Linked DNA regions of Muntiacus reevesi: region 2 is linked to region 1. The links are chromatin contacts, called in public Hi-C maps. All regions are on one chromosome and are shown on one strand. Each heading gives the region's core, a stretch centred on a gene start, on an enhancer-like site or on the middle of the called end of the contact. The rest is flanking DNA. Distances are from core to core; before and after follow the strand shown.

Evidence for each region. Hi-C and Micro-C count contacts between places; a contact is called where the count stands out from the background.
Region 2: a contact with region 1 is called in a Hi-C map of blood, with 4 times the contacts expected there. The contact joins the promoter of DNAJB11 here to the promoter of RFC4 in region 1. A contact is called at or near these places in 2 of 3 Hi-C or Micro-C datasets (blood and muscle).

What each region holds. Positions count from the first base shown.
Region 1 is chr8:58,495,920-58,498,619 of mMunRee1.1, forward strand. RFC4 (replication factor C subunit 4) reads left to right here and starts at 1,296. Exons shown (of 11, transcript XM_065943608.1): 1 at 1,296-1,542; 2 at 2,663-2,700. The coding sequence starts at 2,685.
Region 2 is chr8:58,689,526-58,692,225 of mMunRee1.1, forward strand. DNAJB11 (DnaJ heat shock protein family (Hsp40) member B11) reads right to left here and starts at 1,340. Exons shown (of 10, transcript XM_065942953.1): 1 at 1,102-1,340. The coding sequence starts at 1,169.

The sequences.
Region 1 (2,700 bases), core at 46-2,545:
CAGATAGGTAACCTGTGTGCTTTTTATACTGTCCAGAGACTATATCAGGCCCTGCCTATGAGAGTTACAAAGTAGCACAAAGCAGCCTTAGTATGGTTAACCCCTTAATTAGGTTAGGCCCGGGATGTATGTACTCAGAGGCCCCAACTTCCTCCTAGGCTACCTGTAAGGCTACCTGAGGGCAGGACCCAGCTTGTCCTCTGCCGCATCCCCAGCACCTTGCGGCCTAAGGACACTCCATAAGCATTTGTTGACCTCGCAGCCTATGGACACTCCATAAGCAATTGTTGAAAGACAAATGAATACACACGTAAAGTTTAAAACACGTGATGAGTTCACGCCAAAGAAAATATCCATCTGGAGAAGACCCAGATCAATCCTGCGGGTTACAGTAATTAGAAAAACTTCTGAAACTAAAGTAGTATTTCAAACGGGTCAAATTTCAGTAACATTAAGAAAAAATTCAAAGCTAAGACAAGCAAATGGGCAAAGATAAAAAGGGTGGCCTAAAACACTTGCCTCAAGGACACATTGCCTGCACCCTGGTGGCGCACCACCTGATTTCTAGGCAGGGCTCCAGGGTTAGCTGACCATAGCTGCACGGCAATGTCCTCCCTCTCGCCAACGGGCAGGCAGTAATAGAGATAATAAGCCACATGCACCCAAAATGGCAAGGAAAAGCATCTTCTTCCGTCTCTGCCCACGGTGAGCCTCGCGACTACCAAGCCGAAGGGAGAGGACAGAGATCTCCAGGGCGCCCTCTTCTGGCGAAGGAGAGACTTTAGCCTCCCCTATTCTCGTCCTTCTTTAGGGTAAAACAGGTTGCAGGCCGAATTGTGTCGCCGCAGAAATGTCAGTGACACGCCCCATGACTGCCAAAGAATTAACAGTGCGGTACAGGTTCCGCAGGCTCGTCTCCACAAAGAGAGTGGACCTGCGGGATTCAAGGCCCCGTACTCACCTCCCCAACCACCCTGGCGGGTCGGCTCTCGGAGCCCTCCCTGTCCCCAGCCGCTGAGCACGCGGGTTCGCGGCCCCAGCGTCTCCTCCAGAAGGCCGTGCTCAAGTTCCCTTGCCTGCAGCCTCGAGTCGGAGGGCTGCGCGAGAGCAGAGTAGAGCTTTACTTACACCACCGCATTCATTCCCATCCCACCCACAGCGTACCCGAAAACCCGCGCGTCTCATCAGTTTGAACACTACGGACTAGGAGGACACAGCTCCTTTAAGGCTGGGCGCGCGCGGCGGACCGGAAGTGACGTGCGTGCGGCGTATTCCCGCCCTGCCCTTCGCCGCCTTTCGGTGGCGGGAACTCGGGATGCTTGCTGAAGGCGGAAGCTGTTAAGTGTCCCCGCTCTACCGCTCGGGGCTTCCCGGGCCTGAGAGTCTCAGCTTGGGGGACGGAGCTAAGACTTCGTGACCACCTCGCCCTTTCCCTGTCCCGGAAATCTCAGGAACGAGCTGGCGGCGTCCTCGCTCTCGATACGAGCTACTGAAAGGCCCAGGCACTGCCGGCGAACACGCGCAGGGAACCGGGGAGAACAGGTGACCAGCGGGAGAAATTGCGAGGATTACCTTCGCCTTTCTCCACTTTTGCGCCCTCGATGCCTCTGTGATGTCTTGCACCTCGTGGTGTACGGGTAGCTCAGCCTTATCATCCTTCAGAGCCCTGCTTTGGGCGATATTACAGCCTGTTGCAGGGATGGACTAATCCAACAACGTTAAAAACCTTAGTTTACAGATATTGGCAGTTTATTTTATTCATTGATTATATACCCCTATGCTAAGCACAGAGCTATGTGTTTAAACAGTTCTTTTGACTTAGTTACCTTAAGAAATGGGCTTTTAGATTCTTTTACAGAAGGGGAAACTGGGTCTGATAAATGGTAATTCAGTCACCGAATCTTATAAAGCATCTATCCTCTGCCACGCCCTGGAAACACAACAGTGAAAAAAAAATTGCACTTCCAAAAAAATAAGTAAAATTGCTACTAATGCTGGGGATTTTCAGGCAAACTATCCCTAAAAACAGCCTTGTGCTGCTTGGGTGAATGTTTACATGAATGTTAATACTTATCTTATGGGTGAGATTTTGAATTTTTTAAACTCCTCATGCTTTTCTGCTTTGTTTTGATTTTTTTCAAATAAGCATGCAATCAGAAAAACAGCTATTTACATTTTAACATCAGTGTCTCCTCTCCCCCAGTTCCCTCCCCACAAAAGCTTCTGAAGGCAAGCTCAGGCTCTGCCAGTAAAATAGGCTCTTGAGTGGAGCTCTAGGCCCATGAGAAGCAGAGGGTTTTCATTTTTGGTCCTGGTACTCCTCCTAATTTTTGAGTCCATTCTAGGGTCTCAGCTAGAGCTAGGCTGATGACTTTTGAGACCCCTGTACAGTTTGGCCTTTAATGCCATCGTACTTATCAAAAAGTTAGAAGTCCTTTTTTCTATAACTCCCTCACTATAAGTAGATTTTTAAGTTCCTTTAGCACTTTGGCCCACTAGTTTATGTCCCACTAGTCCTCAGTAGAATGCATTTAGGGGATGCTGGGTCACGGGGTGATGTCCTTCATGTAGTATTTATTGAATGTCTATATGGGGTTAAGTGTGCTTTCAGGCTATACTTCCTTATAATGGTGTCAAAAGAGCTTTTCCTTTTCTGTCTTAGACTTGGTCAGGGTGAAGTAACCATGCAGGCATTTCTAA
Region 2 (2,700 bases), core at 90-2,589, 190 kb after region 1:
TGTTCAAACAACTTAAGGTACACATTGTGTTAAGTGCAAAAAGTGCTAACAAAAACATGTTAAAAATACAATAAAGTGTTACCTAGGAGAAGAAGATTTTTATTTTAGAAGTATAAGATGTTTCACAAGGAAAAAAAAAACCCAACAAAGTTTAAGCATATATGCACACGGGGGGGTAAAAAAACTTTTAAGAGAATAACAAGCACTTAAAGCTGTCAAGTTCTGCTAGGTAGTGCTGTCTCCTTTCAAAGTAACCTACAAATTTGTCAGAAGCTAAGAATTTACTATTTTCCGCATTCTAAAATATGAGTCTGACATATCAAATTCAGTGGGCACCGGGCCTACAGGGTAGTGAATCTTAAAGGCTGGAGAATCTCTAGAGTCCAGGAGGTCCTGCTTCCTTCAAACAGGTGGCACATTATCATCCTCATGTCAAAGATGGGAATTTAGGTTTTCTTTCAAAGTCACATAATTCATAAGTTGTGTGGGGCTAGAATTCCAGTCTACGATCTATTGGTAAAATGTTTCTCCCCTTTGCTTGTAATGCTACTCAGCTCCCTAAGAATGCCCCCTGGAGAGACAGTGAGGCATGATGACAGCTTAGGCTCAGTATCTCACGAAGCTGAAAGGTATACGGGCTCTTCAAAGGGTCTGCCTTGCTCCCTCAATCCAATTTCTTTTCAGTGCCGGCATGGCTACCCTACCTATTCTCCCCACTTCCTCACTTTACCTGGCATCACAACCCACCCACTTTAATGCCAGCCCAACGGCTCGTTGTAGACTTAACACTGTATCATCCCCTTCTCCAACTCAGCAGCCCCCCATCCCACGTTGCGTTTGGCACTGCATCCACCCCTCGCTTCTCTGGACAAATCTAGCTCTAGGGCTTCTGGGTCTAAGCCCCTATCACCCCGGTCACCCACTGTCTTCCTCTCCATCCCACTAGCCTGGCCCACACTACCCACTCCTCCTCTCCACCGCCTCACCACAGCAACGCCCCCTTCCACTCCCCACGTCGGACAATGTCCCCTTCTCTCCCCAGCCTCCTTCCCAGCCAAGACTGACTTAATGGCCCCGTGCCCGCAGATTCCAATTCCTCACCCGGCGATCACGGTCCCGATGAGGTACAGCAGCAACAGGCAGAAGGTGCCCAGGTTCTGCGGGGCCATAGTCCCTCTGTGCCGGCCCCGGACCCCCGCACTCCTCACAGCCCCCGCCGCCGCCGCGTCGGCTCGCCAGCCCACCCGGCCCTGAGAGGCCGCCTTAAGCTCGGGTCTCAGACTTAGTTAGGAGCGACAGCTAGCTTGCCCCCTCCTCTGCCAGTCCACTTCCCGGGAGTCCCGAGTCCCGGCGAGAGAAGCCCCTAGCGAGCCAGAGCCAATCGCTGCTCGGGACATCACACGCGGCCGGCGCCTCATAGCCAATCAGTGCAGTACACTTCACCTCCGAGGCGGCGCGGGCGGCCAGTTAGGCTTCTGAACTGCAGCCGCAGCTCCTGGCCAATTAGAAGGGGAAACGTCAGAGAATCGCGCCGCCGCAGGAATCCGTCCGGCCCAAGCACCTGCCAGTCGGAGAAAATTACGTAAAGATTAGTGATGTAGGATGCGTTCCTAGAGCCGGCGTCCACGGTACGAGAAGTTTCCCTCCGCCCGCCTCCTTGGACTCTCTACCAATCACAAGGCTCTCCCTCCAGCACTGGCCAATTGCGGGAAGGAGATTTTATCTTGGTTACGAGTCTAGGAATTTCATTCATATAGAGCTAGGCGCTGGACGCCCGGGAGGAGGTACGCGAACGAGATGGGCGGGGACAATGACTGCAAGTCAATGGTACAACGGACGCGACGCTTTGGTCAAGTTTTGCCTTCTAACAAAACTCACGAGAAAACTGTCTTGGTTTCGCAAAGAAGAGGCCTGATGTCCGTGGAAGCAGACTGACTTAGTTTCGAATTCAGCCTCCACCACTTCTAGCGGGGAGAACATGCGCCTTGTCCCCAGCTTGAGCTTAAGCTTCTTTTCCACAAAACTGAGGCAAAGCATTTACTGACAGTATTGTGAAATTTTAATCTGTAAGCCGTCTAGCGCAGGGTCTGGCACATAGTAAGCACGCAAAGAATAATAAATATTATTACACTTAAGAGAACCAAATAATAATAACAGAACCGACCCTCTGACCCCTTCCACCCGCCCCTTTGCTCATTTCAGTACATCACCACCTAGTTGTTGACTGCAAAGCTTCAGGTATCTTCCTGGATTTCTCTCCTGTGTCCCCTGTACGAATCTTTACCTTTAAACCATTTCTTGAATCTGTCCACTATTATATTATCTCCACCACCTCTCGGCCAAGTCACATCATCTCCCACCAGGCAAGGGCTTCCTAACTGGTTTCCCTGCCTCCACTCCTAATATCTTAGGATCTCTTTCTCACCCCGACACTTTTCCCTGCCATGATTTTTTACACACATGTCAGATCATATAATTTCTCTGCTTAAAAGCCTTGAATGACTTTCCATTGCACTTACAATAAGATCCCCAGCCTTTATACTAGCTATAAGATAGCATAATGTTTCCTTGTTTAGCCACTAAGTCGTGTCCAACTCTTTGTCACCCCATGGACTGTAGCCTGCCAGGCTCCTCTGTCCATGGGACTCCCCAGGCAAGAATACTGGAGTGGGTTGCTATTTTCTTCTCCAAGGATCTTCT